Regions from separate parts of the Mus musculus genome. Here regions 1, 2, 3 and 4 are each linked to region 5. Evidence: chromatin contacts called from public ChIA-PET, HiChIP or PLAC-seq and promoter capture Hi-C data. All regions are on one chromosome and are shown on one strand. The core of a region is the stretch at or near the end of the contact, and the rest is flanking DNA. Distances in the headings are between cores, read along the strand shown. Region 1 overlaps Sptbn1 (spectrin beta, non-erythrocytic 1). Region 2 overlaps Sptbn1 (spectrin beta, non-erythrocytic 1). Region 3 has its middle 31 kb from the start of Eml6. Region 4 overlaps Ppp4r3b (protein phosphatase 4 regulatory subunit 3B). Region 5 holds the start of Rtn4 (reticulon 4).

Region 1 (5,640 bases), core at 1,318-3,817, 500 kb before region 5:
CGCCAGTACCTACCTTTTGGTTCTAGGCTCTAGTTGTCAGGTATCCTACTTTCTGTTGTATGTTGTACACACACACACACACACACACACACACACACACACACACACACACACACACACACAGAGAGAGAGAGAGAGAGAGAGAGAGAGAGAGAGAGAGAGAGAGAAACACACACACACCATTCGGGATGCTAGGAGATTAATGTTAATAGATCCATTAGTATGCTTTTATTTCAGCCCGCCTCTTTAACTCCCAGCCCCTTACCTCTGGGAGCACGTAGAGGTGTAAAATACACTGCTCCAGACCCAGTCCAATAGAACAATAGCAAAGGGGAGGAGGAAGTGGTCTTTTTCTTCCTAAGTCCTTGATAAATTAGTTTTAGTTCCTAAGCCTAATTTTAACTCTTGATGTATTGTGTTGGAGGACAGCTTTCCCATTAATTTGGTGGGCTATGTAATTTATAATAAAAGCCACTTATTGTCATTCCAGGGCTATGGGTAGGATTAGTTGGATCACTTACAGACATTTTCTAGAGTCTATGCCAGGCTCAAAGATTTAAGGTATCCAGTATTTTGCTGCACATGTTTTTCTGGAGAGCAGGTTCCTGGAACAGTTGTGTGCTGTTTCTGCTTGTATCCCTGGGCTGTTTCTGACCAGTCAGCATGCCTTGGTCAGCCACTCAGCCTATACGTGACTAAAAAATAAAGGTCTCTAGCTGAAAATAGAGCTTGCACTTAGAAGCCTGTAGAATCTGGTAATAGGTAGGAGTAGCTCTAGTACTGTAAAGAATATCCAAAGACTGTGTGTCTCTTATTTTAACTCCGTCCTAAATGAGGAGGTATGGAAGGAAACATCTTGGTCCTCGTATGTTTTCATTGGAAAGTGGTGATCTCTTTCATTCATTGATTTACTTTTCTTGTAAAGTATTTTGACAACATTGACTTGTTTTGGAAAATGAGGCAGAACAGGATGTGATTTTTAAACATTTGCTAGATGTTGCTGCATTCTTTCAGCGTCTGGCTAAGAGGTGGGTCATTAGCACTGGGAGATCAACTAAGTCTTTAGTTGCATCTCTGAGTCATTGAAAGTGGAATTTGCTTTCTTGAAAATTTAGGTGAGTGAGCTTGCAAGTAGTGAAATAGAAAACATATATTCTAGGTCTTTGAGGAGCCCTACACTTGTAGAATCAAAAGAACTCAGAATGCCCCCTTTCTCCTTGGCCTGGGCTCTCTAAGGAGAAGAAGCACTTACAGGATTCAGTCAGAAAACTGTTTCAAGCCTGTCCATGCTGTGTAGTGTCAGTAAAAACAATCAAACAGTAGAAAGTATAAAAAGAGCCTGGCAGTGATGGGACACGCCTTTAATCCCAGCCCTTGGGAAGCAGAGGCAGGCGGACTTCTGAGTTTGAGGCCAGCCTGGTCTCCAGAGTGAGTTCCAGGATAGCCAGGGCTACACAGAGAAACCCTGTGTAAGAGAAAGTATAAAGAGGATGTGTGTGGAACGCACTGTTTGACCCACCCATAACAAAAGGGTTATTCTAAAAGGTTTAAGTGTAGTTGTAAGTTGCTCACTGCTTGGGGTGGAGCTTATACACAGGAAATGTCTTAACTGTCCTCTTTGGACAAGGAAATGGTTTTTAAAAATCACACGAATGCCCTCTATTTTAGTTCATGTTCTTTTTCCTCAAGGAACTATCTTTTAAAAATGGTGGGGATTAAGTTGTGTAGTAAATATACCAAATTTTTAGAAGTAAGCTCGGTCACTTGCTCTAGCTCCAGATGACTTTTTAAATACTGTGGTTTTGAGTTGCATAAGTTTACTGTTGGTGTTTCTATAACAGAAAACCACCTGTGTTGAAGAACTGAGAAAGGGTGAATTAACTTTCAAATAGGATGGGTCACATTAGGGTCACTAACTTCCAACAGTGTCCTAGTGAGAAGAAAAACAGATTGGGGTTTAAACAGGATGAGAGTTTGGGGGTTTTGTTTGTTTGTTTGTTTGTTTTTTCGAGACAGGGTTTCCCTGGGTAGTCCTGGCTGTCCTGGAACTCACTCTGTAGACCAGGCTGGCCTTAAACTCAGAAATCCACCTGCCTCTGCCTCCCAAGTGCTGGGATTAAAAGCCTGTGCCACAACGCCCAGCTGAGAGTTTATATAAAAACCTTTCTCAGCTCCTGATCCTTGGTGTGCTGTTCTGATCCTTGTAGTTCTTGTAAATGTTATTTTTGATAACATAAATTCTATGTACTGGTATAATTTTATACATGCTCGAAGGCCTGGGGAATAATCTTTCTTAGCTCTTGTCACCTAGTGTATGGGATGTTTTGTTGATTTTTTTTTAATGCCCCCCTTATGAATTTATATACTTGGTATATATGTCTGGGAAGGGCTTTCATTTCATGGAAGTATGTTACTATATTTGTTGCTGGATGCAGTTGGTTGGAGTTTGCTTTTCTAGCAGCTGAGCAAAACCTGATATTAAGAGAAACCTGGTCTGTTTAGATAACATAGTGTGTAGAGATTTATGGGCCAGTGAGTAAGTGGCGGGGTGGGGGTGGGGGAATCTCATTGGCTTAAGGAACTGAGAGATACTGGTTTTGGTTAGCTTGTTTTAATCACTCCTAAGTTCATAATAAGAGAGGTCAGGGTCTTCAATCTCTGAACTCTGACTTTAGCCACCAGTACATAGCTTTCTTTCATTTTTCCACCTGTCAAATTAAATTATTCAGGTCAACCCCTGTCTTATAAAGTTGGATTCATTTTCTGTTGTTGCTTTTTTTACTTTAAGATAAGCGAAGAAAGTTGAAACAACTGGTTTCAGCTTCCTGCTTAGAAAACTGTGATTACAGAAGTTCACAATACCTTCCCTGTAGTTGTACATCTGCCTGCTTAGTCCTTGTGGGAGAATCCTCTGCCTTGTTAGTCTCCCACTGTGTTCTCTTATGCATGCTTATTGTATATGAAAAAGTATACGCTCTTGAGCTTGGCATTCAGGACTTGTGCAAATGGCCCTATACTGTGTGGTCTTCCTCTTCCAACTCCTTCACTGCAGTCAAACCTGTAGACAGGTAGTCAGTCCCTCATCTCTAGCCTGCCTTCTTCCGCTTCCCTTCCTCTCAGCCCAGAGCACTGATTGGCTGTAGCAGTGAGATAGCAGAGGCAGAATCCAGAGGGAAAGCATCAAAACAGGTTTTGTTTGTTTGTTTTGTTTTTTTAAATCTTCTTTGCACCTTACTCTATGGTTAGCACCATTCTGGAGAAGCGCTTTCTGCAGCTTCTGGCTGGATGAGTTTGCCCTAGAATACTGAATTTCGGGCCACAGGAGTTCATTTCCCTGCTCATTACATGCTGAGGTGCTTTCTAATTACGTGTGTGTGTGTGTGTGTGTGTGTGTGTGTGTGTGTGTGTGTGTGTGTGTGTTTTGTGTTTTCCCTTGGAAGTGGGAAGAAAGCATCATATGTCCTAGAGGTTACAGATTTTTGTCACCCACCCAGTGTGATAGCTGGGAGCGGTCTCCAGTCCTCTGAAAGAGTAGCAAGCACTGTAACCATTAGGCTGTCTTTCCAGCCTCTTAACTATAAAAATTAATAATTTACTTACTTATACTGTATATGTATGTGACGTGTATGGAGGTTAGAGGACAGCTCTGTGGAGTTGGATACCACCTTCAAACTTTCTATGGGTCCTGAGCATTGAACTAAAAGTTCACTAGTCTTGCTCAGTAAGTTCCTTTATACATTGAGCTATCTTACCAGCTCTTAATTCCCTGTCACCCTTTTCTACTACTGAACCACCATTTTTGAGACAGGGACTCATATAATCCAAACACACTATGTAATTGAGTCTGGCCTTAAATTCCTTGTTCTTTTCAAAATGTTGGGATTATAGGTGCCCACCACCATCCTTGGCTATTTTAATTTCTTAGGTCTTGGAGAAAGATGAGTGCTGATTTTATACCCATGATTCATAAAGAACCCTTATATCTTTATCTTTTCAAGACAAGGTTTCTCTGCATATCCCTGGCTATTCTGGAACTTTCTCTAGCCTAACCTGGCCTAGAACTCAAAGAGTTCTGCCTGCCTCTATCTTCTGAGTGCTGGGATTAAAGGCGAGGGCCACTATCACTCTGTCACAGAAAAACATTTATTAAGTTTTTAGTAAACTTTTGGTTTGTGGTGTGACTTAAAATATATGCTTTACCTCATTTCAATAGCCTTAGAGAAAGAAAATGTCTAAGTCTATACTTAAGGTCTTAAAGACAAATGTTCAGTATTTCCCATTACAATGTGAACAGACTTGATGACATAATTTTTAAATTTATTTTGTGTATGGATGTTTTACCTGCATGTATGTATGCATAGCATGTTGTGCCTTGTGTCCTCAGACTTCAGAAGAGGGTGTCAGATCCCCTGGGACTGTGTACATGGAGATGGTTGTGAGCCATGTGGGCTCAGGTAGGAGCTAAACCTGGGTCCTCTACAAGAGCAGCAAGTGCTCTTGACCTCTGACCCAACTTTCTAGACCAACATTATTTTTATCTTCAGTATATGAGTGTTTTTCCTGCATGTGTATGGAATGCCTATGGAAGCTAGAGAGATGATGTTAGAGTCCCGGAAATAAAACTTAGTTATTAAGAGCCATGGGAGTGCTGGGACCCAAACTCTAATCCTCTACTAAAGCTGCACGCTATCTCCAGCAGCAAATGGCCTCTTCCTCCTCCTCTTCTTCCTCCATTTTTCGTAGGAAGGTTAGGGGTAGGATTATATATGAGGACATTTGAGGGATTTTATGAAATGCGCTGTATTGTTTTGTTTTTGTTATGTTCCTCAGACAACTTTATGGGGCAAATCATCAAAGCAAATCAAACCTTTCCCCAGTTTCATCTCAGGATTAAGTCCTGATAACTTTGTGACTCAACCCTGTTTTTTTAATGATGTGCTAATTATAATTATTTTCATAGCACTTAACCTTAATGTATGTCATCTGGCTTAATAGATTTTTCTTAAAGTACTCAGCATGAAAGATAGTATTTAGTAAATTCCAAATAAATGTGCATTTCCTCAGTACCAGTAATTCTGTGGGGCAGATAGTCACTTGCTTTTTATAAAGACATATGTGTCTTTATAAAGTCAATATGACTGATCTAAATCCAGGCTTTTCTAAGTCCAAATTTGACAACCCTCCTGTAGTAACTACTTCAATGTATGGGCAGAGTGTGGGCAATTAGTATGTGCTGAGAGCTGCTCAGATTTCAGTTTAGGCAGCCAAAGGAATACCAGACCTCTTCAGTCCTTAAACAAAATGTTTAAGAAGACTACTAAGAGGCCTCCTACATGTCAGTTATGTAGCAAAGAGAGGAGGCTTCTGCTTTCTGACACATCTTATGCCTCGGAAGGTCCGAGTGTTGCAGTGGCTTTCTAAAAAGCCCTGCCTCCTTCTGGCAGTCAGACCCGAGGAAGGAAACTGTTCTGCAGAATCTTAGGAGTTTTTCATCATTCTCAGCCTCTACTTGGTTTTCTGGATTGGGAATTGCTTCATGAGCCAGGAATTATTCAGAAGTTCAGCTCAGATGTGTCTTTTCCTAGGGAGATGAAAGTCAAAACCCCCATTTGGTTTCCCTCCCTAAAATGTAAACTGATA
Region 2 (5,447 bases), core at 97-2,596, 430 kb before region 5:
GGACCCGAGGGCCAGGGACCAGGACAGAATATAGTCTTAACCCATTACAAACACCTTGTATATGGACATCCAGCTATATGTTCAAAGAAGTACAACAGACATGTTAGATCTTTTGCAACAAAAGGCATTCGTGCCTAGTAAAGAGACCGTGAACCTTATAATATGCTCTGGCAGCCCTACGCACCATGTTAGACAAAAAGCTTCTTCTGAGTGTCAGGGGGACACAGATAGCCAATTAGAGAGGATACTCACTCAAGACACACACAGCAAGTGTGCTTTGCAGGGAGCCAGTGTGTGCAGGAGAGAAGCACCCGCCACACACTGGCTTTCCTTGTATCACCCTGATGTTTGCCATGAAACAGACATCACCTGAGACTGTGTTCCTTCAGCCAGAGAATTAATGGATTATGTTATACCTGCTTTTTTGGGGTATGTATGTATGTATGTGTGTATGTATGTGAGACAGTGTCATACTGTAGTTTAAACCAGCCTGGAACCTACTTCTGTTATGAAAATTAAGTTACAGATATTAGCCACTGCCCTAGTCTTGCTTCCACTTTTAAAGGACAAGTTAATATAATGAAATTGATTGACAGAACCATGTTAAAGCCCAGGCTAAGTCTGAGGAAAGATATGTAGCTTTCTACATGAATACTGTGCCAAGTCCCCCTCATCCTACGTCTCTTGTTTTGCTGTTGCTCTGTGGGATTCCTTAAAGTTTGCACAGCCACAGTGACTGCTGAGAATGTTTGATGTCCCACACAGCTTATAGTCAGCATGTGACAAAACTTAGGTTTGCTGGTTTCCAGACACTTTATAGACATACAAGTATATTGACCAAAAGAAGTGTCCCATTCCTGCACTGCAAACACCCATCATTCTGCCTCGTTTAAATATAGTAGGCCAGAGTATTTTGGGAGTGGAGGTCATATAGACCAGCCTTACATTTGACTATGTTTTATGATGGTAGTTATTTACCTAGTAGGCAGAAGTTACTGTTACTAGCTGTTTGTGTTCAAGGTCTAGAGAATCCACAGGTTTGTTGCCTCCTCAATACCCCCCCCCCCCCCACATACACACACACACACACATACATACTCCTTTTCTCCTGGGTGCCTTGGCTAATGGAAGCAAGAATTTTAAGATCTGCCTTTATTGCCCCCATAAGGACTGAGGGCAGCCATTGTACTTGATACAGTTAAAACAGGGACCCACTTGCTCACCTCAAATACCTATGTAGGGAACATCTTAATTTTCACAGCGTGGTTTTGGTGGAGTATAGATGATCTGAAAGTTGTGGCTGGCTGGTTTATTCTCTTAGAGTGTACTTCTGACTTTTGAAGGTGAATTGGTTTGGTTGGTTGGTGGTTTTTGTTCTCTTTCCCCAGGAAGTCAGTACAGACTTGTTTGGCACAGGACTGAGTTTTGTACTGAGCCTTGCTCAGTGATTAAAGCTTTTTTTTTTTTCTTTTTCTTTTTCTCTTTCTCTTTCTTTTTCTTTTTCTTTTTTCCATCTGCACAGTGATTTTTGGTTTTTTTGGGTTTTTTTGCAGAGAATGAGTATATTCTGACATGACCTTTGTGAATGCCTGAAATAATCACTTAGCTCTAGTTCCAGAATGGTGACAGAGGACCAGAATACTAGCTAGTTCCATAGCTCTACAGCATTGTGCTGGTCTGCATGATATCTGTAGGATGATATGTTCAACAAAGAGCACATTGGTTTATAAGTGTAATTTTTATGTAGTGCTTTCTCCTTTTAAAAACAAAATCCTACTTGTGTGTTATGAATAGTGAAAATATGTGTATGTCCCTGGCACTTTCGGTCAACAAATATCCTCTATTGTAGGAGACCTCTCTCTGTGCTACACAGAGGGATTTTTATCATTTGGTTTTCTTCATCTCTCTCTTTTTTTTTTTTAGATTGGACAAACGTCCTTCGTATGTCACATTGTAGCCATTTAGATTGCTGGGAAATAGTTAAATTCTTTTTTAGTTGAAAACGTGCTATCTTTACTGTTGTTTGACCAATCAGTGGTCTTCCATTACAAAAGATTTGCTTTGACCTTTGCTCCCGACAGTTCTCCTTCATGAAAGATGGAGCTAGTACTTAGAGTTTTTGTCCATTCTCAAAGTCAGCAGTTCTCTTGTGACCCGCTTTGCCCTCCTTGACATTTTATAAAGAACAGACCCACTGCTGTTGAAGCAAATATATGGAGAAGCCTTTCCCAGCAGTACCAGGGTATTAATGAAAGGCTTCAGAAACACGGATACCGTAAAGGCGTCTTTGGTCTCCTGTGCCATTGTAGACTTTGAGACATGAAACCATGGAGATATTCAGGTGCAGACTCACAGGGAGTAGTGACTGCTTTAAAAGTAATCTCACTTTCACCCACCCAAGTGGCGGTAGATGGTCCCTGAAGGACTCCATTGTATATCTCTGGCCTGGGCACTTATAGGCAAGCAGGACCAAGCAGGGTCTGACTTGGGATAAAAGCCTGAAAGAGGTCAGAGCTTGGTTTGGCCAACTCCCATTCCAAGCCTCTTATAATTTATTTTAGTCTGTCAGCAGCTGGCAAGCTTTGTGTGGCTTTCTAGTATATATGGTTGGTCTCGGAGTCCAGTTCTGTGAAGTGTTCTTAGTTTGAGTGGAAGGTTCCTTCGAGAGTTAGAGGCTACAGAAAAACAGGTAAAGGTGATTTAGAGTTGACAGAAAAAAAAGAATGGCTGTTGTCATTGCATTAGTTCCACGGTGAGCAAGTTGTTTATGTTCTTTGACATTCCCACACATCACCCAGTAGATAAATGAGCAGGTTTGTGTGTTGTTTGGTTCTTGGTTTTTTGAGATAGGATTTCTCTGTATAGCCCTGGCTGTTCTGGAACTCACTCTGTAGCCCACAGTGGCCTCAAACTCACAGAGATCCACTTGCCTTTGCATTCCAAGCACTGATACTAGAAGCATGCGTCACCACTGCTGTGCAGATTGTTTTAAAATACATACTTGCCAGATGAATTAAATGATAGTCAATGGTTAGCTTGCTATAGCTGTCACAGGTATCTGGGGGAGGAAACAGCTTGTGTTTTGAACTAGTAAGAGCAAAACTACAAACACAAGCTTTTTAGGGAAAGCTGGCCAAGAGTGCAGTTGAGTTTAAAAGCTGCTTTGGAGTTTTTATACTTCTGGGTTCAATGTTAGGTCCACCATTTATATCACACTTAGCTACAAAATGGGTCAGAGGTGCAAAGTAAAATATTTGCCGGTCTGTTGACATGGAAAATGTCGACACGGGTGTAATCCTTTCTGGGTCGGAGTAAAAGGTTTAAATCTATGATGACAGCTTCTAAACACTTCTTGCTGTTCTACCCTAGCTGTCCCTCTGGATCAATGAAAAGATGCTTACAGCTCAAGACATGTCTTATGATGAAGCCAGAAATCTGCACAGTAAATGGTTAAAGCATCAAGCATTTATGGCGGAACTTGCATCCAACAAAGAATGGCTTGACAAAATTGAGAAGGTGGGTTAAACTATTTGGTGAGACCTTTCCCTCACCCTCCTTTCCAAATTGTGGCCTTGGTAAGGAGGAAGACATAAAAACTTAGGGAAGAGGGAGGAGAGAAAATGAATTCCTTTTATTTGAGGGTAGAGCCCTATGTCATCACAGTCAGTAACAATCCCCTGCTTCCACTTAGTTTCTAACCTGATGTCTGTCCCACAGCGGGCAGAGAAGCAGAGACCCAAACAAGTGGCTTAGTTTATCTTTCAGTGGCTACCAGATGATCAGATCAGTTGCTACTGGTGGACCATGTCCCTTCCTTCCTCATTGCCACTGGCCATAAACCTGTGTTGCTTTATGGGCGGCTTTATCAGATACAATTACATAAATTTTAAAATGCAATATGCTTTAAGTCTATTAGGGGTGGTGTGACTACTATACACCAGGCACTAACTATGTTAATCCTTGCAGTGTGTATTCACATAGGGAAATTCTGTGCAGTGTGTGTTTCTCACGTTCCTGTCCCTTCACTATCATTCTCCTAAGAATTAAAATTATGTGTTATATATAGTCTTTAGAGCGTGAAGTTGTAGGTTATTAACAATAAATTGCCCAATTGAAACTGTTAGAGCATGCAACACTTAATTGCTAACAAAGACCACTGTTTATTTTACTGAGCACTAACTTCCTGGATGAATGTAGGGAGTGTGGATGCAAGTGGGGCAATCACAGATTAAATGTCTCAGAGTTTGAGTTTTGTTTTTTCACAGTGACATTTATTCTCTTGCAAACTATTTTTAACCTCATTGGTTTATGTTCTCCAGGAAGGAATGCAGCTTATTTCAGAAAAGCCAGAAACAGAAGCTGTGGTAAAGGAAAAACTCACTGGTTTACATAAAATGTGGGAAGTCCTTGAATCCACAACCCAGACCAAGGCCCAGCGGCTCTTTGATGCAAATAAGGCTGAGCTTTTCACACAAAGCTGCGCAGATCTTGACAAATGGCTACATGGCCTGGAGAGCCAGATTCAATCTGACGACTATGGCAAAGACCTTACCAGTGTCAATATTCTTCTGAAAAAGCAACAGGCAAGTGGGCAAGGCAGTATTCTGTTTGGGCTATGCTCGCTTCATGGCTTTCCCCTTCCTCTCTACAGATCAAGAGTCTTTTCCTTTGCTCTTCCATGGGAAGGGATTTTACCACCAGATAAGTGCTTACCCTGCCAGCGGTAGACTTTTTCAGAGTCATCTAGAAAGACTATAATTAGTAAAACTGTTGAATGTCTGTGCATAGGAATATTTTCATTTAACATCTAGTTGATGCGTATTATTACCATTCAGTGGTTGAGTGAAATCTTCACCTGTATGAGTGAATAATCATATTTATCTTCTTTCCATGTAATATCTTAAATATCTTCACCTGTATGAGTGATAATCATATGTATCTTCTTTCCATGTAATATCTTAAATAGGTGATGGTTGGGCTGAATTGTCTGCTCTCTACTCTGAATTACTCTCTGCTTGGTAGATAATAGAGGAAATAACCATTTTTTTTTTACATATTGTGATAGGTGATTCTAAGGGCAGGTGAATTTACTCTGAATTAATGAGCAAACAGTTTAATACATCATCAGATATGGGCTAGAGAGATGACTCAGTGGTTAAGAACATTCACTTCCAGCAGTCCTGAGTTCAATTCCCAGTATCCATATAACGGCTCACAACCATCTACAATGGGACCTTATGCCCTCTCCTGGGGTGTTTAAAGACAGCTACAATGTACTCACTCATATAAGTAAAATTAAATAAATCTCTTTTTTAAAAGTATGTCACGGGGAAGTGAGAGATGGCTCAGCTGTGAAGAGCACCAGCTACTTTTCTAGAATACCTACGTTCAAATCCCACTGCCCTCCCATAGCTGTTGGTAACTCCAGTTTCAGGGGACCCAGTACC
Region 3 (4,969 bases), core at 315-2,814, 360 kb before region 5:
GCAAAATAGATTTCACTGTTAGCAGAACTAGCTTCACTAATTTAGAAAAATAGAGGTGCACAATGCTCTGGCTGCTCCTTGAACCCATGTGTCTGCCAATGTTCTGACCGTTCCTTGAACCCATGTGTTTGCCCACTGATGAAGCCCACTGTGTTTGTGATATTGGTTGCTGGGGAAGAGTCGGAAAATCTCCCCAGCAACCACAGCCGGGGCCAATCCAGAGTTGCTGCACCTGCACCAGACTCTTTCCTTATACCCTTCCCATACCCATTTCTTGAGAAATCACTTTAGAATAGACATTGTTTAGATATGGAAATCTTCTACTCCCTCCTTCTCCTTGACCCCCTGAGGGCCTATAAAAACTGGAACCTCTTTCCCCTCGGGGTCAATTCCTGTACCCATGCATGGGATACAAGTCATCCCCAGAGCTCTGGCTTTCCCCGAATAAAGCCTCGTGTGGTTTGCCCCAAACTTGGTCTCTCGTGAGTTTCTAGGGGGTCTGCTATTATCCTGAGACTTGAGTGAGGGTCTCCCTTCAGGGGTCTTTCATTGGGGGCTCGTCCAGGATTGGTGCGACCACCCAAGTCTCTGAAGACCCACTTGGAGGTGAGATTTCTTGTCTAAAAATATTTCTGTGAGCCGGCGAGGTTCGTTGCTGAAATTTGCAGCTGTGATGTTTCATGGGAAACAGAGACCTATGCTTCGAGGTGAGACATGGAGTGTGAACAGCAGACACACTGGAGTCACGGGCTGTTGCTCTGGGGGACACCCTGGAGCGAGGGGGAAGGACTCCAGGAGTTTGTCTGGGGCTGGGAGTGAACAGTCGGTAGTCTTCCTAGATTGGGGGATTTACGCACTTCCCTGACCTTTTGCATTTCTAAGTTGGTTTTGTCTGTCCATTAGAAGACAGGCATTTGTCAGAGTGTGTGTGTGTGTGTGTGTGTGTGTGTGTGTGTTTTCTGTCTGTTTCATGTTTCCCGTGGTTTGGATGATGGGACAGACTGTAACGACCCCCCTAAGTTTGACTTTAGACCACTGGACTGAAGTTAGGTAAAGGGCCCATAATCTTTCAGTAAAAATTAAGAAAAGACCTTGGTAGACTTTTTGCACCTCTGAGTGGCTGGCATTTGATGTAGGATGGCCACCGGAAGGGACTTTTGATTTGACTCTTATCTTTGAAGTTAAAGCCATTGTTTTTCAGACCTGGGTCCCACCCGGATCAATAGTCTTACATTACTGTCTGGCAGGACCTCGTCCAGAATCCACCATCATGGATCAAACCATGGATTCCCCAGCGTAGGTCAGGCTCCTGAGCTCTGACTCTTCATGAAACAAAAGCAAAACCAAAGGTTCCTCCCAAAATGAAGCCTCCTCTTCAACCCACAGCTCCCCACAAGATCTATCCTGATATTGAGGGGCCTCCTGAGTGGCCAGAATCTCTTCCCCCTCCACCCTATCTTCTACCCCCACTGGGCCCCGCTCCTCTGCAGATCCCTGCACTCGGCCCTGGAACCACTGGCGATGCAGCCAGAGGACTAGCGGCTGGGACCTAAATCTGATGAGCCCAGAGTCCCCCAGCAGGTGGAGCTCCTTACTCCACTTCTGCTTTTCCTTTGCGAGCTGTGGGCGACTCACCTGCAATCTCTGCAGACCCTACAACATTGGCCATTTTCATCGGCTGTGCTGTACAATTGGAAAGCTAACCATGCCTCCTTTTCTGAGAATCCGGCTAGCCTGACAGGGCTGGTGGGGTCTCTTATGTTTTCTCATCAACCCACATGGGATGATTGTCAGCAGCTCCTCCAGGTTCTCTTTACCATTGAAGAAAAAGAGTGCATTCTCCTGGAGACTTGGAAAAATGTTCCTGGAGTGAATGGAGTCCCAACCAACCTACCTAATGAGATTAATGCTGGGTTCCCTCTGGACCGGCCAGATTGGAACTACAACACAGCTCAAGGTAGGGAGAGGTTGGCAGTTTACCAATGGGTTCTGGTCACAGGTCTAAAGGGAGCAGCAAGACGCCCCACCAATTTGGCTAAGGTAAGAGAGGTGATGCAGGGCCCTACCAAGCCCCTATCTGTTTTTCTGGAAAGATTGATGGAAGCTTATAGATGCTATACTCCTTTTGACCCAACCTCTGAGGGTCAACAGCTGTGGTGGCTATGGCTTTTATAGGGCAATCAGCATCAGATATTAAGAGAAAGTTACAGAGGCTAGAAGGATTACATGCCATGGCTTTACAATATTTAGTCAAGGAAGCAGAAAAAGTGTATTGAAAGAGAGAGATGGAGGAAAAGAACAAAGAGAGGAAAAAGCTCAAAGAAGAGAGGGAGAATAAAAGGGATAGAAGACAGGAGAGGAACTTAAGCATGATATTGGCTGCAGTAGTAGGGGAGCATGAAGGAAGGAACAGGCATGAGAATAGACATACAGGGTACCTGGGCAACAGGAAACCTAGACCTGAAGGAAGAAGACCCGTCTAGAGGACTTTAGAGAAGGACCAAAATGCCTATTGCAAGGAAAAAGGACATTGGGCATGGGAATGCCCAAAGAAGAAGGGAAGGCTCTAGAAGATGATGATTAGGGGAGATGGGGCTTGGGCCCCCTCCCCGAGCCTAGGGTAACCCTGATTGTGGAGGGGACCCCTATGGACTTTTTAGTTGATACTAGGGCAGAACATTCTGTGTTGAAACATTCATTGGGAAAAATAAAAAATAAAAGAACCATAGTAATTGGAGTCACTGGTCAGAAATAATACCCCTGGACCACTGCGCGCACCGTAGATCTGGGGAAAGGGCAAGTGAGTCATTCTTTTTTGGTCATCCCCGAGTGTCCCACACCGCTTCTAAAAAGAGACCTTTTGACTAAACTAAAGGCCCAGATCAGATTTACCCAAAAAGGGCCGAGAGTAGGTTGGGAATCCCCCACCTACATAGTCTTAGCCCTGCAGCTTGAGGAAGAATACCGATTGCATGAAGGCATAAAGCAAACGGAGGTGCCAGACCTAAAAGATTGGTTGACTGCTTTCCCTAGAGTATGGGCAGAGACTGGAAGCATGGGAATGGCTGTCAGAGTTCCCCCTGTGGTTGTAGGACTGAAGACGGATGTAACCCCTATAGGGGTGCGACAATACCCAATGAGCTGTGAGGCAAGAGATGGAATCAAGCCACATATTCAAAGACTATTACAACTAGGTATTTTGGTATCTTGCCAGTTGCCCTGGAATACTCCTCTACTGCCGGTAAAGAAACCTGGCACGAGTGACTATCGACCAGTCCAAGACCTGAAAGAGGTCAAAAAGAGGGTCTAAGATATTCACCCAACTGTTCCTAATCCCTATAACCTCCTCAGCTCACTCTCCCTGGAGTGAAAGTGGTACACAGTACTTGATTTAAAAGATGCTTTCTTTTGCTTGAAGTTACATCCCTCCAGTCAGCCCATATTCGCCTTTGAGTGGAGAGATCCCGACACTGAACAAACGGGACAATTGACCTGGACGCGGTTAACCCAGGGGTTCAAGAACTCCCCCAGACTTTTTGATGAGGCTCTACATCGAGATTTAGCCTCCTTCCGAGCTGAAAACTCCCAGATAACTCTGCTTCAATATGTTGATGATTTGCTCCTTGCTGCAACCTCGGAGAGAAAGTGCCGACAGGGGACGGAGAGATTGCTAGCAGAACTGGGTGAGTTGGGTTACCGAGCCTCCACTAAAAAGGCTCAGCTATGTTAGATGGAAGTACTCTACCTGGGATATACCCTCCAGGATGGGAAACAGTGGCTGACAGAGGCTAGAAAAAGGACTGTGACTCAAATACCAGCACTGGCTACTCCAAGCCAGGTGAGAGAATTCTTGGGCACCGCTGGGATCTGCAGACTTTGGATACCTGGGTTTGCAACACTGGCTGCCCCCTTGAACCCCCTGACCAAGGAAAGTGGAGAATTCAGATGGACATCAGAACATCAGAGAGCCTTTGAAAATATTAAGGAGGCCCTGTTGACTGTGCCAGCCTTGGCATTGCCAGATCTAACCAAACCCTTCATCCTCTATGTTGATGAGAGGGCAGGGGTGGCCAGAGGAGTTCTTACTCAGGCTTTAGGGTTGTGGAAGAGGCCCGTGACATATTTGTCTAAGAAGCTGGACCCAGTGGTCAGCGGATGGCCCACATGTTTAAAGGCTGTTGCTGCAGTAGCCTTACTTGTTAAGGATGCGGACAAGTTAACTTTGGGATAGAAAATAACTGTGGTAGTCCCCCACTCTCTTGAAAGCATTATTCGCCAGCCCCCAGACCGATGGATGACAAATGCCCGAATGACCTACTACCAGAGTCTGTTGCTGACTGAACAGGTTGTGTTTGCTCCTCCTGCTCTCCTCAACCCTGCTACCATCCTGCCTGAAATGGATGATTCCTTGCCTGTTCACTGCTGTGTGGACATCTTTGAGGAAGAAACCAGGATCCAAAGTGATCTACATGACCAGCCATGACCAGGCATCCCAAACTGGTACACAGAAGGAAGCAGCTTCCTAGTAGAAGGTAAGAGAATGGCAGGGGTGGTGGTGGTAGATGGTAAGCAAATCGTGTGGCCTAGCAGCCTGCCAGAAGGTACATCAGCGCCAAAAGCTGAATTAATTACCCTGACCCAGACCCTTCGGATGGCTGAGGGGTGTCCCATCAACATCTACACTGATAGCAGGTATGCTTTTGCTACAGCCCATATCCACGGTGCCATCTACAGACAAAGAGGGTTGCTGATGTCAGTGGGCAAGGGCATAAAAATATAAAGAGGAGATTCTGAGCCTCATTGAGGCTATTCATCTGCCAGCCAAAGTGGCCATTATGCATTGTCCTGGACATCAAAAAGGACATGATGCTGTGACAAGGGGGAATAACATGGCTGATGTCAAGGCTAAACAGGCCGCACTTGGCCCTAAGATACTCCCCTTCAGGACTTGACAGATAGAATCTCTCCA
Region 4 (5,803 bases), core at 1,287-3,786, 470 kb after region 5:
CAAATACTTGCTTTTCTAAATGCAACTGTGAACTGACTATTATTTTAAACAGGTAAAGGCAAGAGGGAAGGCAATTTAAAAAACGTCTGCAGAAATCCAGGTATGATGGTGCATGCCTATAATCCTAGCACCCAGGATGCTGAATGAAGTAGAAGGATCAGGAGAACTCCTGGTCCTCTCCAGTGTCAGAGCAAATTGGAGGCCAGCCTAGTTTACATGATGAGTCTGTCTCAAATAACCACAATAAATAAATTTAAAAATAAAACAAAATTTTGGATGTTTTCTCTTCAAAGAAATTAGTTGATAGTGCATGCATTCATGTCACGTAGACATTGTTTGTGTTAAGCATGATACATACCAAGGGTATAGTAGTCAATGATTCTGACAGGGTCCCTGCTTTCATGGGGCTACCGATGGCCCAGAGAGCAGTGTTAGAGAGTAAAAGTGCAGTGGTAACATGGCAAGTGGTTGCATGGAGAAGAGAGGTGTGCAGTAGCTTAGGAAGCACATGCCGAACTAAACATGTGTGACTAGGAGGACGGTTAGCATAGGAAAAGTGATAGTGGGTTTGGGTAATGTAGAACCTGATAGGAAATGTAAAAACTTTCATTTTTTAAAGGTGTGGTTACAAGGCAGACAGCTGTGTTAGTAGTTTTGGATTTATCAGGTATGAGACAATCCAAAGGTGGTATCTTGGATATGGTAAGAGAGTTTTATATTTGAAGCAGGACATTTGGAAAATAAATGTGAGAAATGTAGGAAATAATTACCTTTTCTGCAAAAGTTGTTAAGGATTCCCTGACTGAACCTGTTGAGGAAAATGCTACCTACCATAGAGTGCTGGTCTTTCTAAACATCAAATCAGGCTTAGCAGCAAGCTCCTTTACCCACTTAGTGATCTTGCTGGCCTCAACTGGGATTTTACTAAAATTTCATCTAATCTGTTTGAATGTAAAATGTAAAACCTTCCACCTGCAGAAAAACTAGTGATTAAAACACGTGAATCTGTTTCACATAACTTTTTATTAAAAATAGTTTTTTATTAGGTACATGTTTACAGATATTTTTAGGACCTAAGGCATACAAATGTGTGCTCTGACTTGAACTAGCTGAGTGGAGATAATGCTGTAAGCACCCCAGCCTGCATGAGGGTCGTCATTCAGGACAGCAGCTACTGTGGAATCTTCCTAGTTGTGCCTTCCAAGGATCCTTTCATCATGTGGGTGAGCATATGCATTACACAACTGTTGCCCTTGGACTTTAAGAAAACATTCATATTTCCATTGTAAGAAACACTTCCCATAATAATGTCTTAAAAGTTTGAAGTTCCTCAGAAAGGAAAATTAAAGGAAGTCTTTATATGGTACAGTACTTTAGTTAACATAACAAAAGAGTTAACAGAACAGTTTATAGATCAGGGCTGCTTAGATTCTAAGCACTAAGATGGTAGAGGCTTCATAAAACTTGTTTGAAAGAATGCCTACTCATACAGTAACTTACTGATATTGGCTGAAAGAATCCCAGTTCACTTGTGATACAAGATGAATGCATGATGTATGTGCACCTTTGTTTAGAGGTGAGAATGGCTTTATGCTGTTAGGTTTGCTCAAGGTTTACCTCTTGTAAGTGATATTTAAAGAATGGTTGAGTCTTGCATTTAAGACTTTCTGACCTAGTGGCTTATAACATATCTTTATGGATTTTATCAGCCTTTAAAAGACAATGTAAACTGGACATATCTCAAAAATAGTTCACTTATTCACTTATTTTACAATAAAACAAACAGAAGCCTCAATCATGGAATTATAGGGTCACATTTTAATTCCTGAATTTTACAGTTTAGCAGTAATATCACCACATGTATACAAATGGTGTAAAACAAGTACAGTGGTATTTTTAATACAAAATAAACATCTGTTTTATGGAAAAACTATACTTCGTATCTACACGGACAGCCCATCTTTTCCAAACAATAGCCAAAATTAAAATTAACTCCAAAATTTCCAACACAGGAAACTGCTTTTAAGCTATTCCAGGAAAAATGGACCCATAACATATTATAGAGCTGATCTAAAAGACTGGAGCTAGAATTACTATTTTTAGATCTTTTTTTTTCTCAATGCATTAAATTGTAGTTTGGGGTCATTTTTCTCATCTCAGCAATGATCTTAGATCATAGATGAGCAAACTAACATTAAAATATTTACAGTTAACTTGTTCTAAAAAATAAAAGCTCTTAACAGCTTGCTTCAATTATTTTAAGTTCATTTACATACATGGAATGTGCTTTTTAAATCTCTTAAAAAAGCAGCTTTCACATCACCCTCTTGTCTGTGGAAGAGCTTCCTAGGCTGCATATGACTGTGATATTTAAGTAGCCTCTAGGCTAGAATGACCTGCAGATATTAAGTGCCACTTAACTCAGCACCATTCTTTGTTGGTCTTTATATATTTACCAGCAGCTCTTAGAACACCCAGACCTAACTTTACTGAGAAAGCAGAAAGTGACCATAGTGGAAACCCCCTGTTCTAGCCACTCCCAGGTTGGTGGAAGAGGAGCATTTCAGAACATTGCTGCTGCATTTCTTGGCTGCTGTTACCTCTAAAAATGCTGACTTTAGTTCTTTAAGAATACTATCCATTTGGAACCCAGCTTTCTTTTTTCTTTTTTTCAATGTATTAGAAGTTCTTGGTGTAGAGAAATTGGTATGTGCTGTTTGTTACCTAGGGTGTATGTCCTGTCAAATGCCAAAGGCTAACTTCTGTGAAATCTTTAAAGAAATGGTCCCAACAATGTAACTTCATTTCTGATGACAGTTCAATTTGCTTTACATAAAAAATGTCTTTTAAAAAAAGGCAACTGATTAAAACAACGTGGCCAGCACCATTATACAAGCAATGTTATTGGGTACTGAAGTCTCACAATTTCCTCTAGGTTGGACTCTGGGAACAATTAACCCTTCTTACCCCAAATATGAGCCTTTCCTTGTTGGGAAGCTTTCACCCAGGATCTAATTATCATTCTTCTTTTTTGGACAGCCCAAAAGGCAAACCCTTTAATTACTAGGAATTAAGTTTTTGGGAAGCCCGGTTCTTACACAACTACACTTTCCTACCTGGCAACCAAGAGTCTCTGCTACTCCGTGTGTTAAGTTCCATATGAAAGCTTTCCCATTCAGACTCAAGCTCCGTGCGTGAGCAGCTGCAGCAGTTAGTAAGACCATGTGGTGGGAATCCCCCAGCAAGGATTCTAGGAGCCCAGGCGAGGTCTTTTCCTAGGGGATGATTCTTCTTCCTCATCTTCCTCTTCATCATCTGGATAGTCTACCAAGCCAACCAAATTTCCCTATTGAAAAATGAAAAACATTATTATATAAAGGAAAATAAAAACAGATTATCATGAAAACAGCATGGTACAAATATCATCACTAAGATATTTGAAGCCATTTTTCTAAATAGCATATCTGAGATTAAGACAGGATATTGAATTTTAGAATGTAATTACTTAAATTATAATCCATTTACTGAGTGCTTCTGCTGGCAGTCTCACCCTCAGCTCTTCTATTGTTTCTTGGGTTTTTAATGAAACTTCAGAATTCAATTTAACAAAAAGTCACTAGGAAAAAGACTCCACCCACCCCCTTCAACTTCAAACAGTAGGACCTACACCACCTGGAAGATGGACAATGTCTAACAAGAACTATTTCATTTCTCTCACATCAACTGAGAAATCTCTAGTTTTTATATGAATTTATTTCATTATAAAGTATACACTATTTTTTTCATTCTATGTTTAAAGAATAATTTAAATGGCTGAAGATAGATAATAAAAACAAGAAATGGTTTGTAAAAGCTAGTACTTAAATATAAGGATGAGGTAATTCAGGGTTTGGCCTTTTATGAGTAACACACTCCCCTTTTGAAATCCTAGGAAAGCTTTGGAACTCTAAAAAAAAGGTAGGTATCCTCAGGACTGACTCATGTTGAACCAATTCTATGAAGCTTATGAGTGCCCTACAAAAAGGTTTACTTCAAACCTTTTGTACCACAAATAGCTAAACAAATACAATCTCAGTAACTTGTCCTTTATACCTGAGTGGCTCCATATGTAAACAAATACCTGGAATAACAATGAAAGAATAAGCAAAACACTGTAATCTGTCAGAAATGGACTGAGCATCTATAAGCAGTTACCAGTGTATGAACTAAAGAAGGGATATATTTGGAAAATTCCTAATTCTTGTTTGCTAAATCATACATGTTAAGTTGAAATCAGAAATAGGCTTAAGTGTTAGGACGTACTGAGTCCATTGTCTGATTTCAGTTTTCAAAGCTGTTATGTTCTGTATAGAAGAATCTGCAGTGACTGAAGCAGTTTGAAGTCTGATAATACATTTACTGTCTCCTTAAATTATCAAAAATGAAAGTAAATTGAAAAGATACAGATCTATAAGGAAAATGAGAAGAAAAATAAAGATGAAAACTGGAAGAGAGCAAGAATGGAATATATGCTAGTGGATAAAGAAATGTGAATGAGACTGATTTATCCAGAACATAACAGACAGTAAATACATCAAAATAGTATTTAAAAAGAGGAAAAGAGGAAAAGAAGCTGGCAAAACAAGACAACCATTGGGACTCTCCATTGCCAGGAAATTCTCATTCCTCTGTCATCATGAAATGATGAATGATATGAATTTCAAAAGAGAAAAAGGCTGGAATTTAAGGCAAAGCAAAGAGTAAGAGTTGAAACTGAACAGCTACTGCTCCCCTATGACCCCACGTCTTCCCTCAGAACACAAAGCCTATATACTTCCCCGATATAACAGACTAGTTATGCTATAAGATTAACACCATGGTGAGGCCAAGGGAGGATGCTGGTGGGAGTAGGTGGGGTCCTAGAGGTGAGTGGGGAGGAATGAAGCATAAACTGCTCTGTCTAAATCAAGTCATTACTTTAAATACACAGTTAAGTTACCCTCTGCAGTGTACAATTCAGTGTTCCTAGTGTCACAACATAGTGTGCGCACACACACACACAAACTGAATGTTTTAAAAATTTTATGTATGTGAATAAATTTTATGTATGTGAATACATTGTGGCTCTCTTCAGACACACTAGACAGGGCATCGGATCCCATTACAGGGAATTGAACTCAGGACCTCTGGAAGAACAGTCAGTGCTCTTAACCACTGAGCCATCTCTCCAGCCCCACAACATTATATGTTATCCCTCCTAATTCTGTAACATCTTCATCTTCCTTCCCAGAAAAGTCCCTAACATTTCTTGCCCCATATTTCCCTGCCTTTCCCCATAACTCCCCCTTTCTAGGGTACAGGCAAGCACTGATCTACTTGCTGTCCACTCCCCTCCACTACTGAAGGAGCTATTTCTTATCAGTTCATGTAACACACACTGTGGACTGCTAATCTACGTCATAACACACACCACTCTTTCACTCCTTTCCTGCTACTAACATTATTTGCCCAATTCACAAGTTGGCGGACATTTGTGTGGTTCCATCTTTTGCCATTATGAATAATGCTCAACAATCACATACTACTTTTTGAGTCAATATATGTTTTCAATGTTTCTCTGAGACAGGATTGATGTGTAAGCCATGCCGGTCTTGAACTTACAATCTGATCTCAGCCTTCAGAATGCTGGCCATGCACAGCTTGTTTCAGTTTTCCTGAGTGTATACATAGGAATGAAACTGCCTGCTGTGTCATATAGTTAATGTGTTCAGTCTTGGAAGGGAATGGGAATTGGGTCTAATTGGTGTGTTCTAAAAAATGCTAT
Region 5 (5,181 bases), core at 285-2,784:
TGAGGCCCTGGATAACTATGCCCCATCGGAACAAAATGCCCAGATCTCGTTTCTCAGGCTGGTGTAGGAATCACCACATTAAACACAAATGAACTGGGCGGTGGCAGAACTTCACCAAAAGTCTCTCCTTCCCTTTTCTCCTGGAACCACGCCACTGGAGGCGCTCGCTCCCCCTTCACCGCAGTTGGGTTACTGTATAGACGTTAGCAGCTCGGCCAGTTCCCCACCAATAAAGGGAGAAAGAAACAGGGGATTAGTGCAAGGGGATCCCCCGACGCCCGGCAGGAAGGAAGGCAGGCCCTAAAAAATAAAAAAACTGTAGAGTGGTCGACAAACGCCCATCCTTTAAATAAAGGGATTAGGGCACCACAGCCTTCCCATTCCCACCTCCAAGCCCAGCCCAGCCCAGCCCAGCCCAGCCCAGCCCAGCCCAGCCCAAGGAATCCACCATCCTAGTTCTTCAACACACTCCTAGCTGCTGATAGGCGAGAACTTCGTGCTGGAATGGGAACCAGCGACTTGGCAGCGGTGCACGTGCTCCCCGAAACCCCGACAAACAATGAAGGCACCCAGGCTTCCGAGGCCGCCCCACCCTTCTGCCCGCCTCCCGCCAGCGGGGGCGCCATCACCCTGCCACTCGTAGACAAAGCCCTAGGGTCCCGAGCAGCCCTGCCCGTCCCCTCCTCCCCCGGGCCAAGACACAAAAGAGGGAGGGGCGTAACGCGCAGCAGCACTCACCCACTGAGCCCGAGCCCCTGCGCTTGGGCGCGGCCGGCGTGGAAGGGGGCGCGGCGGGCTCCGCTAGGGGGCTCGCGCCGGCTGGCGCCGGAGGCCGCGCTGGAGGCTCGTCGTCCTCCGGGAGCTTGGAGGGCAGGACTGCGGCAGCGGGCGGCAGGGATGGCGCGGACGCCGCGGGGCTGCGTTCCCAGGACGGCTGCCTCTCAGGGGCGGTGGGGGGCGCGGCCGGCAGCGGCCCGCGGGGCGCGGGGGGCACCGAGTCGCTGCTGAAGTCCAGCAGCGGTGCGGCGGCGGGGGGCACCGGAGCCGCGGACAGCCCGGCTGCGGGCTTCCTCTCCAGCACCTCCAATTCCTCCAGGTCCTCGTCGTCCTCCTCCTCCTCCTCGTCTTCCTCGTCCTCCTCGTCCTCGGGCTCCGTCACGAACTGGTACTTGAAAGCGGGCGGGGGCCGGGGCGGGCTATCCGCGGACGAGGAGACCAGCGACGACTGGTCTATGTCTTCCATGGTCGGCGATGATGCTGCAGCTACTGCCGCCGCGGGCCACTTCTCCTCAGAGCCGCGGGCGGTTGTGGGGGTTGGGCAGGACTGGCAGAGGCCGGGCTGGCCGAACCAAGCCGAGGAACCCGCAAAGGCGACAGCTCCAGGAACAATAAGACTTCTCCTCCTGCCTCCGCGCTCGAGATGCGCCACCCGCCCTGTCCTCAGTTGCAGCAGCCGCCGCCGCCCAGATGAGCAACTGAGAGAGGAGGGCAGACTCTCCGCCCAGTTTGGCGTGACTCACCTTCCCGGCAGGGGAGGGCTGGCTGGCGCGGGGGACAGAGAGCCAATAGGCTGCGGGATAGAGAAGATGGATCACGGGGTTGTCCAATAGAAATAGGGTGCAGGCGGAGCCTGCCATACTTCCTTGGTGGCGTTCGGAGGGCGGGGTTTGGAGCTGGGATCCACCCCCACCTAGTGTAGTTGGGGAATGGGGCGGGGACTTGGCCTTGCCTACAGCGGGATTTTAGTCTACCAAAAGGGGGCGGGCTGCGGTCCCAGGATTTGGAGAGTTTTCCAAGAAGCCTGTGGAAGGGCGTTATCCTGGGGACCTAGGAGTGGAAAGTTTCCTCCCCGAAAAGGGAAAAAAAAAAAAAAAAGTGGAGAAAGGTACTAACAAGACTGAATTAGGTCTTACGGATTTTTTTAGATAAAAGACTTATTTTCAGACATGGTCCCAACGCATAACTACCACCACCTCAAAAGGAGAAAGAAAAACAAAACATTTATTTGACACTTTCAAGTTCCCTCCCTTTCTAGACTGCAGGCCTGGAATGAGGTAGGCAAAACAGCTGTGCTAGATTACCCGGAGCTCTGGGCTCACTGTTTAGAATGCTTTCGGCCTTGCATTCTGCTGGACTCTAAAAGTGCACGGAGAATGAGTCACCAGAAAGGGAGAAGGGGGAAGGAACGTTGAAATAGATGCCTTGGAAGGCAAAATTGGTTCACTATTTTTCACTCACCTCAGGCTGATGAGTCAACATCCCGGATGATTCAGGCTTCCTAGGAGTCGGGAAGCCCTACACTCACTGGTTTGATATGCTGGAATGGCATGTCTCCTGATGTGCGGTCCCCCCCACCCCCACCCCCCCAAAGCTACACTTTAAAGAAAACGGTAGCCAGGTGTGGTGGCACATGCCTTTAATCCCAGCACTTGGGATGCAGAGGCAGGTGGATTTCTGAGTTCGAGACCAGCCTGGTCTACAAAGTGAATTCTAGGACAGCCAAAGCTACACAGAGAAACCCTGTTTCAAAAAATCAAAAGAAAGAAAGAAAGAAAGAAAGAAAGAAAGAAAGAAAGAAAGAAAGAAAGAAAGAAAACGGTAGAACATAGAAAACTTTGCTTCAAGGTTTGCAGAGTCCCTTTATCTTTCTTATACACTTTTCAAAAATACTGGCTGCATGCCTACTCTGGAGAGAGGATTGCCTGCATTCCAATTGTTCAGTCTACATGTGCACTGTCTAGTACTGAAGCAACTGGCTGCTTTTAGCTCCTGAGCACTGAAATGAAGTGTGTTCTGTGAATAAAATACACACTACATTCCCAGAATTTATAAGAAATGTTATAATTTCTGTTTCACATTGGTTTTATGTTGGCATTGATAGTATTTTGGATATAGTGGGATGAGTACACTATATTATCAAGTTCACTTGTATTCTTTTTGAAGCAGCTTGTAGAAACTTTTAAATGCATGTTCTAATAACTAAGATATTTGATTGCCATGGATTTTGTTGGTTTTTAAGCAAATTTGTAGTCCCAACAAAGTAATATCACCCTAGATTTAGTTTAAGTTTTAAGAAAGAATTGGGTGGGGTGGATGTTGGTGAGGGTTGCTGGAGAAATGGCTTTAACAAGACCTGAGTTCTGTTCCCAGCATCCAAGCAGCTCATAATCACAGCATACACACTCACACACATCTTTTTTTAAAAAAAACTTTTAAAATGTAATGGGGCTAGAAAGATGGCTAGTTAAGAGAACTTACTGCTCTTGCAGTAAATAAACAGCCCAAGTTTGAGTCTAAGGACCTACATGGTGATTTCCAACTCTCCATAACTCCAGTTCCAGCAAATATGAAGCCCTCTATGACTTCCTCAGGAGCCAGGCACCTGCGTGGTGTCCCACATATACACCGCATAGCATTCATACACATTCTGGTCCTATTCATTCTGGAAGAAAAGAGACATTGAAAGAGACACCTAACTATCCCAGCCATAGTGATATTCTCTCAAAAAATGCGACTTCATCCTAGAGCCAATATACAATCATGAAAAATAATGTGTCACTGTTGTTTTAAACCACTGCCTTTTTAGGTGATTCATTACATAGCAAAAGTTTCTTGAACTAGTATCCATTCTGTGTTTGCATTTTATGCTTTATTGGTTTATACAATGCATTAGGTATGTACTCTATACCAGCACCAAACAAAGCAGGTGCAAAGTTTGTCTATACATTTTCAGGTAAAGGAAGGGTCACTACTCAGAAGAATAGGCAGTTCCAGTGCTATGGTATTAATACTATTGCAAAACACTTAATCACTACCTAAACTCATATGTGGAACAGGCTACATTTGCCTTCTATCATGTATGCCCTTTGAAAAAGTTAAAGGGCCAGAGATGGATATATATATATATGCATATATATTGGAATATGAAAGATGGGTTCCAACATAAAACCTGTTTCAAGAGCTTTCTGCCATAGCTCTTTCACCTACTGAAAAGGACTTGTCTTTTTTCAAGTGCACTGCTGAGTTACATGCATTCTTTGTACTGGAACAAAACAAAACAAAACACTGAAACATAATTTTTGGCTTAAGTGGAAGTTGTAACAGCTTCCTGCATGATTTTCCCTAACACTTCCCTGGTTTTAGGTTCTGTATATATAGAATTTTATGAAATGTAGCTTTGTAATCCTGGTTAATAAATGTCTTGGTTCAAAGTACATTCATTCACTACTAAGAGTAAAAACAGAAATGAGATCAATTTCTTCAGTCATGTTTATAATTAGTGTTGGACCTAAAATAAAAATTTAAGTCAGGAAAAGGAATCCCACTATCCAAATAGCCAGGAAATGGCTATTTACATATCTACCAACAGATGAATGGAGAATACAGAAGAAGTCCTGCACTTGGGAGGCAGAGGCAGGTGGATTTCTGAGTTCAAGACCAGCCTGGTCTACAGAGTGAGTTCCAGGACAGCCAGGACTGCACAGAGAAACCCTGTCTCAAAAAAACAAAACAAACAAACAAACAAAAAACCCAAAAACGTCCTGCTATGATGTATGAAGCTTTGTCAACTTCCCTGTGACAATCCACCTGTGCTAAATGTCATGTGTAATAACCAGGAACATCAATGAAGCTCATATAAGGGTTGGGTTTCCAGGAAAGTAGCCACTGACCCATGGCCCTGAGACACATTTTGAACAAACTGGATGCTGATATTGTCCGTCTCCAGGAGACCAGAGGGCCCAATGATATACTAACAGTGAATATTCCTAGCTGTTGTTGCGAGCAGGGACTCCTGTTTCCATATCAGCAGTAGCTGTAAAGATTGCACTGCTCCAGTGGCTGCTGAAGTCCTGAGTGGTCGGTCTGCCATCCAGAACAGGGATGTCCATTGCTTCAGAAACACAAATGAGTTCACCAAAGAGGATCTTCCCACACTGGATAGTGAAGGCCAGGCCCTCATTGCACAGTACATGGTAAGAGAAAGAAGACCTCTACCCTAATTGATATGTCCTGCCCCATGTGCATTCTGGGAAGCCTAAGAAGCTGAGGCTTCTTAAAGTCAAGTTTCTATGGGCAGATCTGAGCAGAAGCCTGCGCTAGCCATCATGTGACCATTCTCAGGGATCTGAATATGGCCCAACATCTCAGTCACTATTATGAGGCAGGCAACCTGGTATTCTT

The links. Promoter capture Hi-C pulls out the DNA fragments that hold promoters and counts their contacts. ChIA-PET counts read pairs in DNA pulled down with a chosen protein or histone mark. HiChIP or PLAC-seq counts read pairs in DNA pulled down with a chosen protein or histone mark.
Region 1: a promoter capture Hi-C map of pre-B cells shows a contact between it and region 5. The contact joins the enhancer-like site here to the promoter of Rtn4 in region 5. A contact is called at or near these places in 4 of 39 promoter capture datasets (the C10 cell line, the HPC-7 cell line, HPC-7-derived erythroid cells and 1 more), 1 of 15 datasets of contacts at CTCF or cohesin (large pre-B cells), 8 of 484 Hi-C or Micro-C datasets (CD4 T cells, CD8 T cells, the HPC-7 cell line and 5 more), 12 of 115 datasets of contacts at active chromatin or transcription factors (the 230-238 cell line, DN3 thymocytes, the SCID.adh cell line and 8 more) and 1 of 9 other capture datasets (liver).
Region 2: an RNA polymerase II ChIA-PET map of memory CD8 T cells shows a contact between it and region 5, with 21 read pairs. The contact joins the enhancer-like site here to the promoter of Rtn4 in region 5. A contact is called at or near these places in 6 of 39 promoter capture datasets (3T3-L1-derived adipocytes, the C10 cell line, the HPC-7 cell line and 2 more), 1 of 484 Hi-C or Micro-C datasets (the HPC-7 cell line) and 1 of 115 datasets of contacts at active chromatin or transcription factors (memory CD8 T cells).
Region 3: a contact with region 5 is called in an H3K27ac HiChIP or PLAC-seq map of large pre-B cells, with 2.0 times the contacts expected there. The contact joins the enhancer-like site here to the promoter of Rtn4 in region 5. A contact is called at or near these places in 2 of 39 promoter capture datasets (the C10 cell line and hippocampal neurons), 1 of 15 datasets of contacts at CTCF or cohesin (pro-B cells) and 4 of 115 datasets of contacts at active chromatin or transcription factors (bone marrow-derived macrophages, craniofacial prominence and large pre-B cells).
Region 4: a promoter capture Hi-C map of 3T3-L1-derived adipocytes shows a contact between it and region 5, with 4 times the contacts expected there. The contact joins the enhancer-like site here to the promoter of Rtn4 in region 5. A contact is called at or near these places in 9 of 39 promoter capture datasets (the 3T3-L1 cell line, 3T3-L1-derived adipocytes, the C10 cell line and 4 more), 1 of 15 datasets of contacts at CTCF or cohesin (pro-B cells), 5 of 115 datasets of contacts at active chromatin or transcription factors (the 230-238 cell line, astrocytes, bone marrow-derived macrophages and 1 more) and 1 of 9 other capture datasets (liver).

Annotation. Positions count from the first base shown.
Region 1 is chr11:30,191,873-30,197,512 of GRCm38.p6, reverse strand. All of the region lies in intron 1 of Sptbn1 (spectrin beta, non-erythrocytic 1), which reads left to right. Among named protein-coding and RNA genes, the nearest start is that of Sptbn1, 25 kb to the left of the region's middle. Within about 2 kb of position 2,567, at least 10 of the 459 cell types and tissues checked have an H3K27ac peak or open chromatin away from gene starts, as enhancers often do. A contact at or near this core is called in the SCID.adh cell line and pre-B cells, where this site is marked.
Region 2 is chr11:30,122,935-30,128,381 of GRCm38.p6, reverse strand. Sptbn1 (spectrin beta, non-erythrocytic 1) reads left to right here. Exons shown (of 35, transcript NM_175836.2): 18 at 3,370-3,516; 19 at 4,320-4,583. Among named protein-coding and RNA genes, the nearest start is that of Sptbn1, 94 kb to the left of the region's middle. Within about 2 kb of position 1,346, at least 13 of the 459 cell types and tissues checked have an H3K27ac peak or open chromatin away from gene starts, as enhancers often do. A contact at or near this core is called in memory CD8 T cells, where this site is marked.
Region 3 is chr11:30,054,091-30,059,059 of GRCm38.p6, reverse strand. No RefSeq gene overlaps it. Among named protein-coding and RNA genes, the nearest start is that of Eml6, 31 kb to the right of the region's middle. Within about 2 kb of position 1,564, at least 6 of the 459 cell types and tissues checked have an H3K27ac peak or open chromatin away from gene starts, as enhancers often do.
Region 4 is chr11:29,215,999-29,221,801 of GRCm38.p6, reverse strand. It overlaps Ppp4r3b (protein phosphatase 4 regulatory subunit 3B), which reads right to left. Exons shown (of 16, transcript NM_134034.3): 16 at 1,005-3,346. The coding sequence ends at 3,251. It overlaps Cfap36 (cilia and flagella associated protein 36), which reads left to right. Exons shown (of 10, transcript NM_025740.3): 10 at 1-266. Among named protein-coding and RNA genes, the nearest start is that of Cfap36, 28 kb to the left of the region's middle. Within about 2 kb of position 2,536, at least 8 of the 459 cell types and tissues checked have an H3K27ac peak or open chromatin away from gene starts, as enhancers often do.
Region 5 is chr11:29,689,251-29,694,431 of GRCm38.p6, reverse strand. It overlaps Rtn4 (reticulon 4), which reads right to left and starts at 1,534. Exons shown (of 9, transcript NM_194054.3): 1 at 739-1,534. The coding sequence starts at 1,243. It also overlaps the pseudogene Gm12093.